3 separate regions of the Mus musculus genome follow, and all the other regions are linked to region 1. The links are chromatin contacts, called in public Hi-C and HiChIP or PLAC-seq maps. All regions are on one chromosome and are shown on one strand. Each heading gives the region's core, a stretch centred on a gene start, on an enhancer-like site or on the middle of the called end of the contact. The rest is flanking DNA. Distances are from core to core; before and after follow the strand shown. Region 1 overlaps Mitf (melanogenesis associated transcription factor). Region 2 has its middle 29 kb from the start of Gm24565. Region 3 holds the start of Mitf (melanogenesis associated transcription factor).

What was found. Hi-C and Micro-C count contacts between places; a contact is called where the count stands out from the background. HiChIP or PLAC-seq counts read pairs in DNA pulled down with a chosen protein or histone mark.
Region 2: a Hi-C map of bone marrow-derived macrophages shows a contact between it and region 1, with 34 read pairs. The contact joins two enhancer-like sites. A contact is called at or near these places in 2 of 484 Hi-C or Micro-C datasets (bone marrow-derived macrophages and embryonic fibroblasts), 6 of 115 datasets of contacts at active chromatin or transcription factors (embryonic basal ganglia and embryonic stem cells) and 1 of 9 other capture datasets (embryonic stem cells).
Region 3: an H3K4me3 HiChIP or PLAC-seq map of bone marrow-derived macrophages shows a contact between it and region 1, with 2.9 times the contacts expected there. The contact joins the promoter of Mitf here to the enhancer-like site in region 1. A contact is called at or near these places in 7 of 39 promoter capture datasets (the 3T3-L1 cell line, the HPC-7 cell line, cranial neural crest and 2 more), 6 of 484 Hi-C or Micro-C datasets (the AML12 cell line, the MNK3 cell line, embryonic stem cells and 1 more), 5 of 115 datasets of contacts at active chromatin or transcription factors (bone marrow-derived macrophages, embryonic stem cells, forebrain and 1 more) and 1 of 9 other capture datasets (adipose tissue).

The regions. Positions count from the first base shown.
Region 1 is chr6:97,969,032-97,973,974 of GRCm38.p6, forward strand. All of the region lies in intron 2 of Mitf (melanogenesis associated transcription factor), which reads left to right. Among named protein-coding and RNA genes, the nearest start is that of Mitf, 160 kb to the left of the region's middle. Within about 2 kb of position 2,605, at least 8 of the 459 cell types and tissues checked have an H3K27ac peak or open chromatin away from gene starts, as enhancers often do. A contact at or near this core is called in the MNK3 cell line and bone marrow-derived macrophages, where this site is marked.
Region 2 is chr6:97,757,361-97,762,303 of GRCm38.p6, forward strand. No RefSeq gene overlaps it. Among named protein-coding and RNA genes, the nearest start is that of Gm24565, 29 kb to the left of the region's middle. Within about 2 kb of position 2,156, at least 16 of the 459 cell types and tissues checked have an H3K27ac peak or open chromatin away from gene starts, as enhancers often do. A contact at or near this core is called in bone marrow-derived macrophages, where this site is marked.
Region 3 is chr6:97,804,455-97,809,397 of GRCm38.p6, forward strand. Mitf (melanogenesis associated transcription factor) reads left to right here and starts at 2,604. Exons shown (of 10, transcript NM_001113198.1): 1 at 2,604-2,833. The coding sequence starts at 2,730.

The DNA.
Region 1 (4,943 bases), core at 1,355-3,854:
CTCCAGATATGGCAGTCTCTAGATGGTCCATCCTTTCGTCACAGCTCCAAACTTTGTAACTCCTTCCATGGGTGTTTTGTTCCCAATTCTAAGAAGGGGCAAAGTGTCCACACTTTGGTCTTCGTTCTTCTTGAGATTCATGCGTTTAGCAAATTGTATCTTACATCTTGGGTATCCTAAGTTTCTGGGCTAATATCCACTTATCAGTGAGTACATATTGTGTGAGTTCCTTTGTGATTGGGTTGCCTCACTCAGGATGATGCCCTCCAGGTCCATCCATTTGCCTAGGAATTTCATAAATTCATTCTTTTTAATAGCTGAGTAGAACTCCATTGTGTAAATGTACAACATTTTCTGTATCCATTTCTCTGTTGAGGGGCATCTGGGTTCTTTCCAGCTTTTGGCTATTATAAATAAGGCTGCTATGAACATAGTGGAGCATGTGTCCTTCTTACTGGTTGGGACCTCTTCTGGATATATGCCCAGGAGAGGTATTGCGGGATCCTCCAGTAGTACTATGTCCAATTTTCTGAGGAACCACCAGACTGATTTCCAGAGTGGTTGTACGAGCTTGCAATCCCACCAACAATGGTGGAGTGTTCCTCTTTCTCCACATCCTCGCCAGCATCTGCTGTCACCTGAATTTTTGATCTTAGCCATTCTGACTGGTGTGAGGTGGAATCTCAGGGTTGTTTTGATTTGCATTTCCCTGATGATTAAGGATGTTGAACATTTTTTCAGGTGCTTCTCTGCCATTCGGTATTCCTGGTAATGACCTTCTCAAGCACCTACTTGCCCTCTGCAAGTCTTCTTCTAATGAAGTATTTGTAAATAATGTGCTCATTTTTAAAGTGGGCTGTTGGATACAGTTCCTTGCCTTGGCTCTGTCAAGAGCATGCCATATGTTTTAGCTGAGTTTCATCTTTAATCATGTATTTGGAAAAACAAGAGTTGTCAACAAGGATAGAACCCAATTTGTTGATGAGTTCCACCATTAATTTTAGTTTTGGTGCTGTGTAAACCCCTTCCTTAACTCAAGTTCATGAGGATCTTCTTTGTTTTCTTGTAGAAACTGAATAGTTTTAGGTTTCTTGAGTCAATGTGAGTTAATTTGCACATGTTGTATGATGGACATAAAAAAGTTCCTTGTTTGTGGATCTAGTATTATTCTAACATCGGTTTCCAGAGACCCTTCCTTCTCCATGGCGTTTCCCTTGAACTTTGTTGAGAATCAGTGCAGCCAGGAAGTCCATTAGCCACAGACTTTGCACTTTTTTGATACTTTCTTCTATATGATCTCATTGCAAATTGCTGATGAAAAATCTGGTATTATGTAGAGATTGGACTTAGTGAATCAAAGTTGTTGAAGTTTCAGTTTTGAGCACTTAAGTTTAGGTAGACAATCTGCTTTAATGAGCTTGGACCAAAGTGGCTATCTTTTCAAAAGGTGGCTTTGTTAGGGAGAAGGCTCAGTCAATAAAACGTTACTCTGTATGAATAAGGATCTGGGCTGGGTTCCCTAGCATCACCAAAAAAGTTGGCTATGGCAGCTCTTGCCTCTGGTCCCAGAGCTGGGGAGGGGGAAATCTGGAACTTATTGGCTGGCCAGCCTAACACTCTTGTCAGTTCCAGGCCAAGTGAGAGATCTTGTCTCAAGAAGCAAGGCAGAAAGCAACTGGGAAAGACACTAGATATTGACTTCTGGTCCACTCATGCATGTGAAAACACACACACACACACACACACACACACACACACACACACACACACACACCACGCGGATTTTTCTTCAGTGTTATTTATCTACTGATCTTTCTAACTCTGAGGATAACTTACCAGAAACAGTCCTTGATCATGAGAATAAGCAGATTTCTGTGAATAGGGTATGATGTTTCCAGCCAGGTGTGGTGGCACATAACTTTAATCTCAGCTCTCAGGAGGCAGAGACAGAGAAGAGGCAGAGAGGCAGAGAGGCAGAGAGGCAGAGAGGCAGAGAGGCAGAGAGGCAGAGAGGCAGAGAGGCAGAGAGACAGAGGCAGGCAGATCTCAGTGATTTTGAGGGCAACCTTGTCTGAATAGTGACTTCTAGGTCATACAGTGCCTTATCTCAAAACAACAAACAAAATAAACAATGATGACCAAACCAAACCTAACCAAACCAAACAAAACCATCCCGTATTTCTGTAAGGCTTAATGGGAGTTTTTCACTACAGACAGACAGAGGTTTAGTAGCAGTAAACATGAGTTCTGAGATGAGGAACCAATAGTTTTCGTCTTATTTTGATGGTGTTATCTTAGGAGCTGATGAAACAAAACAAACCTCCCCACCCTTTCCCTTCTAAAGTCCTTTTTTTAGGCCATTTCTTGATATTTGCCCACACTTTTTGCCTTTTGGTCTTGCTGTCTAATCTAGGGTGAATAGAGATGAAAAAATAATAGAAATGGTCTCAGCGTGTTTGGGTCTGTCATCCCAACAGCTTTGAGATCATGACCAGATTTTATACCAGGTCACACAGCGAGAAAAAAATCCCAAATGAACTCTGAATCCCTGGGCACAGGAAGGGCTTCTTGTTTCCACAGCAGTTACAAATGACCAAGATACCCCACTTCCTCCTTTCCCTGATGAAACTGGAAATACAAAAAACAATCTTTCATATCACCCCTGCCCTTGTCTGAAGTTTTCAACGTAGTAATTTCTTTTCCACCATCTTTTCCCTGATTTATTTTAAAAAGTTTCTTTTTAATTAGTATAATGAAGTCATCACTCTCTTAATGAGTCCTATTAAGGTAACAGTACCAGGGCCAAGAGAATGGATTGGTGGATAAGGCAGTTCTTGCCAAAGCATGAGAAGTAAAGTTTGAGTCCCCAGAACCCATGGTAAAACCTGGCAGGTGTATTGTCTGCCATGATACTAACACTCTTGGGACAGAGACAGGAAAATCCCTGGGGCAACCTGATTAGCTAGACTAGTCAGCAATATTGAGTTCCTGGTTCAGAAACAGATCCTACCTCAATAAAGGAAGTGTAAAGCCACCAAGAAAGGCATCTAGCTTTCATGTGCATGTATACACATGAAATATCCACTGATGTGTATGCCTATATACATGCAAACATGCATGCACGTTCCATAAGTATGTAAATATGCAATCAAACAAAATACAAAATAACATAATGTGAAATAAGCAATGTAAGTTCTTTCCTTTAATTCACCACATTGATAGCTGTATTTGTGGTTCACTTATTACACTGCAGCTTACATTGATGTGGGAAAACAAACTGTGGCTTGTCATGTGGTTGGTGGTGTAATTTCCTGGGAATCTGGCAAAATGACTTCAGTGGATTTTACATCTTTTTATCTGGTAATTGCACTTAGGATTTATTTTTCTCCTTGGGGACAAGGAGTAGGCAATAATCAGAGAGTCACATAAGTTCTTAAGATTTGTATCACAGTTAGTTCCTTTGTACAAACAGTTCTGCTTTAAATTGAGATAACGTCCTTGATAAAGCTTGTTTAATATGAAATAAGGCCTTAGGGAAATATGTCTTTGAGTCTGATGGCAGTAGGACATGGGGAATCTTCTTTACCAGTTCTGTTCAGTTTTTAACTGATCTCTGGGAGGTCATGTTAAAAATATTGACTTAAACAATAAGCAGGCTATAGAAAAACAGTATAGCTAGCACGAATGGCAGATAGGAGATTAGAACCCCTGTGTAGCAATAAGAAAGCCATGGAATGTATTTAGGTGTGTGTGTGTATGTATGTGTGTGTGTGTGTGTGTGTGTGTGTGTGTGTGTGTATAATATAGATGCTCAGCTTTGCCACTTGTTACAAAAAAAGAACAAAAAACAAAAGCAAAACCTCAGTCTCATTAGAAATTAGGAAATCTTGCATTTAAGCTATAGCCAGATACTGTGCAGTCTGGCAGAACTTAGAATGTGTGATACATATTTGGTGAGAACTGGGACATCAGAACATACCTCTCAGATACTGCCTGAAGGATCTTCATTGAAAAGCCCCTCAGGGGACCATTTGGCAACATTTAACAAAGCTTTCTGCGTAGCATCCCAGGAGCTGGCAATTCCACTTCAGAGTCAGGACACTAAGGCCACTCTGAAGGAGACACGCAGGAATAGTCACCCCAGCATCACAACCGAAGTTTACAACCAACGCCCGTTACCTTCAGCATCCACTAGGAAGGCACAACTTTCATGGAACAGAGAGAAACTAAATGAACTGCACAGGGACCATAGTGGACAAACGCTTGCTGATGTTCAGTGGCAGCATGTTGGTTCAAGCATTCCCATGGTCAATACTTACATTGTGTTAACGGAAAAGCACATAAAACAGCAGGCGTGTCACAGAATGAGAATTCTAAGTGCATACACCCTTGGGGCAGATGGTTGCAAAGCAAATTCTAGATGAGAGTTACTTAGGAGAGGGGCAGATCGGTACTTGAGGGAACATGGTATTCTTGTTTCCTCTAATCTTTACTATAAAGCAAACATGGAAAGATTTAAACTTTTTCACCTCAAGGGACAGTAAGTTATTATTTTTGTGTACCAATTCTAAAGTTAAAAAAAAAAAAAGTTGAGCCGGTCAGTGGTGGCACATGCCTTAAATCCCAGCACTTGGGAGGCAGAGGCAGGCAGATTTCTGAGTTCAAGGCCAGCCTGGTGTACAGCGTGAGTTCCAGGTCAGCCAGGGCTACACAGAGAAACCCTGTCTCGAAAAAAAAAAAAAAATCAAACAAACAAACAAAAAAAAAAAGTTGAAAGTCCTTTAAAGAAAACAGTAACAAGTTCCACCGCCAACCCAGACACTGGAAGAATGTTGTCAGGAGCTCACTGTCTGGTTGCTTCATATACTTCCTTCTGTCTCTTCTGAGACAGCTTTGACTTCTCTCTCACTCTTTTCCCTTACCCTATGTTATTGTTTACATAT
Region 2 (4,943 bases), core at 906-3,405, 210 kb before region 1:
TCTAAGAGAAAATTTCAAAACAGTTCTTGGACAGGACATCAGAATAACAAGCCAAACAGAGGCTGTCCGAGACAAAAGGGGACATGTGGTTACTTTTCTTGAGGAGCAACTTGCTAGAAGGCTGAGAGCCATCACTCCTTAGTAACATCCAAGAGCAAGGGAGAAGAAGCAAAACATATTGAGAAATGAAACCCTTAAACGGTGAAGATCAACCCCAGCCCTGCCAAGCTGAGTGAAACAGCCAGGAAGATTAAAATCAGTTGATTGCAAAATGTTAATAGAGGAGTGAGGAGTGAAAAGCCAGAAAAGACACACAAAAACATAAACCCAGCCAAACAAATGGGTCACAAAAACCTGGGGCCTGTCACACAGGCAGAAAGAGAGCACTCCAGGGAGAGCCTGTACTAGACCAATTAAGTCTGATGACTAGAGAAGAAAATACATTTCCAAAGGAAGAAGGTCTAAAAGGGGATCAGCTGACTTAGGAGAAGGCCAGCAAAGGACTCAGGAAAAGCGCTCTGGAGATGTTAACTGAGAAACAAAGAAGCTGTGCCAAGAAAAACCACCTGCTGGGCTGGAGAGAGGATTCAGCCATTAAAGTGTTTTGTTCTGCAAGCTGGAGGACTTGAGTTCGAGCCCCAGAACCAAAGTTTTTTAAAAAGTGGGAATGCTTGAATGCAATTGTAATCCCAGTGCTGGGGAGGTGGAGGCAGGCAGATCCTTGAGGCTCAATAGCATGACACCCTGTCTCAAAAAAAAAAACCTGATGACACCTGAGCTTGACCTCTGTCCTTACGCATGTGCACAGAAACACATGTGTACTCCACGTGAATACACACATGCAAACTGTTAGAAGGAAATTGTTATGGCTTATTTTTAGTTTTAAGTGTGTTTAGGCCTCATTAAGTAATCACAGGGAAGCAAGAGGCCCTAGGCTCCTGTCTTCCACAGCTGGCAGCTGGCAGCTGCTTGTCTAGGTACTCTAAGTTCATTCCAGTGCTGCAAACCCATAGGCAGTCGGCTACATGAGTAAGCTTGTATAGCAGAAAAGGAGGTGATCTCAAGTCTCAGGACATACACTAGATAAGGCTGTGTGTCCCAAACTCATAGGGACACACAGGGCTTTAGGGCCGAGGCAATGCTAGGCACTGAGAAGATTGTATTTCCCAAGGAACTCACTCAGTCAGGGAAAATGTGTGTGTGTTCGTGTGCATGTGTTACTGTTTCGTGCCACATCAGCCATTTTTGCCCTTTCTTTACACTGACACCCAAGTTCTCATGGTCATAAACTATTTCCCTTTCACTACTCCGAGTCTCCAGTACTCTTGTTATGCAGTAAGGACCATTGTTTCTCACCATACACACACACACAGAGTCATCTACTAATTCAGGGTCTCGTCCAGCAGAAGGTTTCTTGTAGCCTCTAAGGTCATAGACACAGGCACAAATGGCAAATACTGCTTCCAGCAGGGGACCCATCCTTTAGGGACTGGAAGGTTAGACAAATGGCTCTGTGTGTGTGTGTGTGTGTGTGTGTGTGTGTGTGTGCTCCCAGAAATAAGCGAGATTAAATGTGGAATTGCTTAAAGCTTAGCAAGGGTATTCTCTAACTCAAGCTCCCCACACACACACTTACAGGTCCCATTCTGACAGCTTGATGGATCCTCCCTGGTTTCCCATTGTGTACAGAGCTTCAGATCTGTGTGGGCTTTAAGCAAATACCACCTGTTTTCTCTGCAGCAGCTGTTGCAAATAGCAAGGATGGATTGGGGCTCCGAATAGGGTCCTCAGTGAGAATGGGAGGGAGAGACGGAGGACAGGCTCTACAGAGTGCAGCTACAGCCCTTTCATCATTTTGAGGGACCACTGACTCCCCTGGGTTGGAATGCTCTGCAAGAAGTGTGGCCCGATTTTTTTGTTCATTTGTGACTGTGTTCTCCTTCTCCTCCTGTGTGAGCCTCTCAGAGCCTTAAAAGCTTGGATTCATCACTCTGTGGATGAGTGACCTTGGATGTAGCCTTTTGGTCTTAGTTTTCCTGTCCGTAAGCAAAGGAAAACTACAGCTGTCTTTGTGGCCACTGGACACATGGATCGAAAAGTCTTGGGGAAGTCTCAAGGGACTGTCTGTCCTGCGGCATGTGCCAACAGTAGATGGCGCTCCTTCTCCTTTGCCAAGACAGAAAAGGTTAAAGGACCAGAAGAGTTGAGTCTTCCATAAAACAGTATGAAGGTACCCATATTGGCATTCAGTCTTTTGCCTCTAAGGTCAACACAGATGTTGGTCTCAGCCTTCAGCCAAGTCCCTATCCCAGGCTCTGATTGGGGGAAAATCTATACACTGTAGTGGTTTAAATGTGACACACATTTTGTGAGCTCCTGTGTTTGAATACTCGATCGCCAGCTTGTGACACCATTTGGGGAGGATATAGAAAATTTTGGAGGAAGTGAAGCCCATGGAGATGTGGGTGAGCAGTGTCTATGTCATGCCTTTGCTCCTGTAGCCAACGCCACTCCCACCCCATCAACACCGATGCCTTACTTCCCATGACACACTATACTCTCAAATGGTGAGCCCAGTCTCTTAAGCTATTCCTGTCAGGGGTCTGTCACCTGCACAAGAAAAGTCCTTATTAAGTTGGCCATTACTCATACTGTGAACTAGGCAGGATGCCGCTGCAGGGGAAGGGATAAACTTACCACAGCATGTCTAATATGGACAAGAGAGGCTGGGTTGGGTGGCTTGAAATGGGTGGGGATCTTCTAGTATACAAGTGAAAATGCTGTCATTGTAGAGAGCAAGGGGAGTGTGGATCCAGACACCATACTTCAGATTTAGCTCATTTTAAAGAGCAGATGGAAGCCGTGTGATCGTTCATGTCTATAATCCCAGCATTTGGGAAGCAGAGGGAGGGGCATTGGTGTGATTTCCTTTGAGGTCTACTTATTAAGTTCTAGCCCATACTGGGCTACAAAGTGAGGCTGCAGGTTAAAAAAAACAAAAAAAAAACAAAAAAAAAACTGGAAACAGATTAGAGCTCTGTGGCAGAGTGCTCACTCAGCAAATGCAAGGGTCGGGGTTCAAGCTCCAACACTACAACAAACAAACACACAAAAACAAAACAAAAGCAGCTGGGATATCCTCGACAGTGTACCTGCTTTGTCACATCAGAAAACGAAGGTCCTTGGCTCTGTGACTTCTAAAACAGAGACATTTAGCATATAGGAATGAAGAGGCTGCTATGTTAATTTAACGTGAGGGATTGTGATCTAAAACCACAAATGGACCCAAGAAGTAAGCAGTGGGCAAGGCTGGGTTATGCAGCCATGGTTCTGGGAGGGACTTCCCAGTGGCAAATACACATTTGGGTGGATGTCTAGTAAATTATAAAGTCTAGGCAGATTTGCTTGCTTGTCCTGTGAATAAGAGAGAATTCTTTCTGCCTTCTTCAACCTTCACTATGCCAAGTCACACATTTTCCTGTCCTTATAAACTTCATCGGGATGGACTATGAAGTCTTCCATACACCTACTCCTTCAGTAGAAGGCAGAGAGGGAATGTCGGAGCATGAGACAAGTTTCACATCACAGCAGACAGGAAACCCGAGGAGGAGATAGCTGCTCGAAGCTGCTATTGTCGGTTTGAGAGTGAGTGGATAGCAAAATCATAACCTCTTAATTCTCAGTGGTCAAACATCATCTTTATTGAATAGGTGAGCATGTTGCTACCTGGGAAATAAGAATGACTGGTTTCAAAGTGGGATCTGAAACTAATTCTGTTACATGGTAGGACTACCCGCAACTAACTATTTATCATCCTTATCTTACCCCTGATCTTCAGAGGAGACAATAGATTTTTCCTTCCCCATTTTACTTACCTTCAAAATCCACTGTCCCACCAACCACCCAATGCAGCCAATCAGTGCAAAGAGCACAGGGAAACTTTAACACCAAGAGGGGGGCAGGGCAGGTGGGCTGTACTCAATAGGGCAACACAGAGAGGCAATCAATGTCATTTGAATATCATATGTGGAGGAAACAATTATGAAGCCCAGGGAATTGTCCCAAGACTGGTTTGGCATTGAAATTCCGGGCTGGAAGACCTGGAGGCCTCAGAACTGTGTCTGTGAAATTCCACAGGGAGGCAGCATGCCCTCATGGTGTCTATAACCTGAGGGATTTAGGATGCTAATTTTTGCTTTCACGGGCAGCAGAAAGCCTCAAAGAATCTCGGGCTCACGTGTCTATCCAGGCCCTTCTCTTTCAACATTTCAAAGCACAGCTGGATGCTGGGGGCACAGCTTTGAGAATTAAGGACAGCAATGACACTGTTCCCACACTGGAACCCAATGTTTTATGTCATGTAACCTCCCTGCAATCCCTGAGCATCATCTGGTGTCCTGTCATCATTTCTCACCCAAGGACACTATGGCTCAGAGTCATGTCACCATGTGAACTGGGAACCTTGATTTACTGTATTTTCTTTGGAAAAGTCTTTGGACCCTGCGGTGATAGAAGGAAGGAGTCTTCCCAGATTGGCTCTGTGAAATCATTGCTTACTATTTGGATGCAAACTTGAAAGACCAACAGCAAAATGGTGGTAGTAATAGTTGGTATTTAAGAACAATGCCAAGCACAATGGCGAGGACTTTAAATATGTTGTGCCACTTAATCCCCCAAACTATGCGTACTGTCCCAAAGGTAGTTGTGTGCTCAGAGCAAGCAGGCTTTGTATACATTCTTGCTTTAATCTGTGTTCTTCTCCGCAATGATTATTTTGCTCAGTGCTGTGACCAAATATCTGATGAAAGCAATTTAATGGGGGAAGAATTATCTTGCTTCATGGTTTGAGGGTGCATCTCTTGGCAGGAAATTCATGGTGGTAGGAACATGGGGTATGTTGTTGGTTATTTCTTCCCTGCCCCTTTCTTGTCCTCCCAGAAATT
Region 3 (4,943 bases), core at 1,354-3,853, 160 kb before region 1:
GATGGCACTGTAACAGATGATCCTTCGAAGGTTTTCTGAACAGAGAGCAGAGTGAGCACAAAGAAAAGATACAAGAGGGGGAAACAGCAGCTGGATGTGCAGTCTTAAGACAACTCCAGCTCAGGGCTACACCCAGAGAGCTCTCTGGAAACTGCTTCAGTGAAGTCTTGAATGTTCTCACTTTTACTTTCGCTTTAAGAATGATCCTTTAGGTCTGGGATATCACTCTTTAGCTTAGGCTGGCCCTAGACTCCCAATGTAACCAAGATGACTTTGAACTTCTAACCATCCTGAATCTACCTGTCCCAGGTGCTGTGATTATGGGATTGATTATGCCACCATACTAGTTTATGCAGTGTTGAAGACTGAATCAAGGGCCTCATACACCATAGACAAAGGCTCTACCAACTAAATCACATCCCAGGCCTCATTATTGTTCTAAACCTCAATTCTGGTACAAGTCTTTGACAGCCAGCCTTCCAAGGGCCAACAGACCATGTTTAGGCACAGTGTCTTTCTATTTGTGTGTTCTAAGAAGAACGTACATAGCTTTGTTCAGGAAAAAAAAAACAAAAACAAAAAAACCAACCAACCAACCAACCAACCAACCAACCAACCAAACACAACTCCTAATGGGTCAAGAGATTCAGACAATGAAAAGGCTCAGCGTTTCTCAGTCGGGGTGATATTGGGCCAGAACGCTTGCTGTTAGGCACAGTGTTTAGCATCTGTGGTTCACACCTCATCAAATTCTGGACTTGCTCCAAGCCCATCAGTTTCTGCTCCCACTTTCCAGCACTGACTATGGAGGACCTGGATGAAGTTCAGAGTCTAAACACACATGCTGCTCTCTCGGTTTACTTCCCTTCTTCTATACTGTTACCTCTGAATATTGTTTCTAGCAGTTAATATATCCATGAACATCTTGAAGCTTTTCAGGGTGATTTCAGATATCCTGCCATGCTATTGCTATAGGAAAGGACCCCCGAAGTATTTTAAGAACAATATTCAGCTACAAAATGTTGGTTATTGCTACCTCAACGATGTATACATTTTCCAGTTCTCACTCACCACTCCTATTCATGATCTTTCTGATATAAAATTAAAAAAGAAAAAGCTATACTGTGAGGCAAGATATAGGAGTGGGTAACTCCAAGGAGATGCCCAACCATCAGTGTAGACCTTTTAGGATCATCATTTAGTTTATCAACTCCTGAAAGTGAAAAATACACAGAAGAGATGCAAGCTTGCCAAGAATGCCTCCAAGATACACAAAAGAAAGCCAAAATTAATCATCACTGAGCAGCTTTTAAAAAATTCTATGTATGTATTATGTGTACCTGCACCTGCATTCAGCTGTCAGGAGACAGATTGCAGTAGTTAATAGTTCCATTCTTCAGTCATGTGTGTCCTGAGGACCAATTGCAGGTTGTCATGTTTGCAAATAAGTAAATTTACCGACTGAGCCATTTTGCCTGCCCCTAGTGTATACAAATTGCAAGTAATTCTTTCCTTACTTTTGACCTTGCAACACCATCTCAAATAGGTTTCCTAATCTCTTCTTTCATAGATGAGGAAATTAAGGCTTCTAGGAATCCAATGGACATGTCTAAGATTACACAGGATTTCTTAGAAGAACTAGGAATTTCTGCCATCTTAAAATGCCACCCTTAACTCCAATGTCTCAAAGCACTCGTTGATGTTTTATACAACATGAAGAGTCCTGCTGGAACTAACCAGAAGACAGGTCTGAACATACAAATGAGCTAAAGTGCGGTCATTTAATACATCACCTAGCCGAGTACCTTGAAGCTGCACCGGCTTGCAATGTTAGGACAATCTCATCTGAACTCCCAGCCAACTGAGAAATTGAAAGCAGACGGTGGTGGTGGTGGTGAAGCTGTTTGGTAACTTGATGTCTTTTAAAATTAACTGAATCCTTCAAGTGCTGCTTTAGATTAGAGGTGACTAATTGGATAAAAGGAAAGGAGCCTTTCAACTGATGAAGAGTATTGTGGGAGCTTATACTGAGTTCCAGAAAAAGAACGCACAAGAACAACTCCTCCAATAATGCTTTCATTATAAAAGTGAAGTTTCCAACACTCTGTTTCAATAGAGGACAAAATGATGTGTCGCTGCAGTCCAGAAGAGCTCGGGGGCTAATAGAAAGTCCTTTTATTTTAAAAATGGGTTTTAACTCTGACCGAAACTTTCTAGTTTCAAAACCCCTTAGTGTTTTATTTTTTAAATGAACGCTCGGCGTGTCCTCGCAGATGTCTAAACCAGGAGGGACAGTAGAAGCCCAGGCTGAGTTGTTCTTATTAATATTAAACAGCCAGGTCTGTATCCTTGAAGCAAACCGGAGAGACACGGAGAGGAGCTGCTGACATTGACAAGGAATCCAAACAGGACTTGCACTATCCGTGTACACCACGTTGTCTCTCCCCGGTTTGACCTTCTGGGAGTTGTAGTTTTTGCGGAAGCTGATATCCTGGAGAGCTGGTGTGCTCTGCCCAGGCGGAACCACAAATCCCAGGGCGCACCGGGCTCAGCCCCTCCCGCTCTGGTGTGAGAGTAAACTCACCGCGCCGGGGCGGGCGGCCGGCTAGCGGGCTGAGTGGGGCACTGCGCGGGGCGCGCGGCTTGGGGTACCCGAGGCCCCCCATCTTTCTCAGGTGCCCGGGTTCTGGTCCAAGTCCCAAGCAGTGGAAGGCGGGCAAGAGGGAGTCATGCAGTCCGAATCGGGAATCGTGGCGGATTTCGAAGTCGGGGAGGAGTTTCACGAAGAACCCAAAACCTATTACGAACTCAAAAGTCAACCTCTGAAGAGCAGGTGAGTGGTGACAGCTGGAGGGAGGCGCGGCAGGAGGCCCATGGGCCCCGCGCCTGCTACCCTGGGAGGAGAACAGTCAGTCTGGATAGCTCTAGGACAAGGACCCCGTGCCCTTGCCTTGGGGTACAGGGCGACCTGGCCCCTGGCATTTAGGGTCCCGCTTACAGACGACTTGCTTGCATCCCAGGGTATCTGACAGTGGCATTTTGGGGACACCGCGAGTCTCTTGGGATGGCTCATCCAGACGTGGGGACCCTCGGCTGCAGATGCCAGCTGCTGAGCTAGATGGGGGCTGGGGCGGTACCCGGCGCGAGGTGGGGTAGGAGGAGCACCGGACAGGGACTGTGATCTGGTGCTACCAAGAGCAATTTTTCTGAAGCTCCCTAGCAGGCTGAGGGGCTCAGGAGAGGGGGATCTGATGCTCCAGGGCAGCGATGAACTGGCCTGGAGGTCTTCCCTTGTAGACCAGCCCCTCTGGGAGATACTACTCAGAGAGGCCTCTAGGTGAAGTTCACCTGAGCTTCACCTTTCACCTGCCACAGGACAGCACCGAGGAGGTGTGTGTGTGTGTGTGGGGGGGGGGGGTGAATAAAAGGAGGGGAGGAGGTTGTGGGTGGGCGTGTCTCTCAAGCTGGGCAAGCTGTCTGGAATAGAAGTCTTTACAAATGCAAGAAGGAAGGAAGGAAGGAAGGAAGGAAGGAAGGAAGGAAGGAAGGAAAGAGAGAAAGAAAGAAAGAAAGAAAGAAAGAAAGAAAGAAAGAAAGAAAGAAACAAACAAACAAACTACCTTAGAGGTCTGTGGTGGTTGGGAATGCTCTCTTGGCACCTACACACATTTAATTCTCCAGGCGCTTCAAGAACTTTGGGCCTAGAGTGAAGATGTTCTCTAGTCTGGTGCCTCCCAACTCTTCAGTACCTCTGCAGTATCCTAATCCCTCACGCCACCCTCCATTGCTACTTGCCTGGCAGAATCGGTTATCACTCTCTTTGGTCCCTCTGGACCCTTGAAGTGCTTCTTATTTGTCATGTTTACAGAGAGGGGGATAGTCACTGGAATCTGTGACTTTATTTCCACCCTTTCAGTTGTGCGATGAAGTAAGGCTAACATCATCACCTGGTGCATCAATTGTCTAGGGTCTAGATGAGTGAGGTTCCCCTGGTAGAGGGGCAGAGGGACTCACTTTCAGGGGCCAGGAAGGCAGAATTGAGGGGTGGAATCTTTGGTTTGGGAGACAAAAAGGCTGGGTCTTATAAAGTGGAGACAGGTTGCTTTCCTTCAGGGCTGGGACAGGACCTTGAATCCAGTCATGGGAACAAACTCTGGGAGGAGCAGAAGCCCTGGCTCCCTGGCTAAGGCAGGCTTTTTGCACATGCTTGTGGCAGAGTGGAAGGAAATGTGTTAGGCATCAAGATGCATAAACTCAGCCTTTCACTAGTGGCTTCTTTTCATAATGGCTATTTGTGTGTGAATGTAGATAAGGGTGTATTGGGTGCTCTGAGAGTGATACTGTGTAAAGCGCATTGTTGGTTATGCTCATTAGAGCTTTATCTGCATGTGGCTGAAGGGACCAGTGTTTTACTGAGCAGTCAGTCCCTGCTTTTGCTTCTATAAGCAAATGCTTACAAGGCCAGAATGAGGGGGGCAGGGGGAGTGTGTGCGTGTGTGTGTGTGTGTGTGTGTGTGTGTGTGTGTCTGAAAGAAATTAATTAACTGGGCTCTTCATTTTGATGGTGGCTGATACATTAAATGAGTTTGAGGGAGTGAAGAAGGTACCTCTGGGGAAAACCAATGAGTGCCCTGACACTCATGGGGAAGGATTTGGTTCTATTCTTTTACCCAGTCAGCAAGAATGGCACGCAAGAGCACATGTCCTCTGTAGCTAGCTAGCTAGCACAGGAAAGGAAAAATGTGGGACTGTGGGCATAAACGGCTTCACATGTTGGTACGAGCAGCAGGTGCCAGGTAGCATGGAGTAGATATGCGTTCTTTGAAATAAACCCGTTAAATAAAATTTGTGACTAAGTTTCTGGAGTACGTTGACATCTTTTCTGACTGTTTTTGACAGTTGTCCTAATGGTATTATCATTGACATCGGTGTGTGACTTTAAA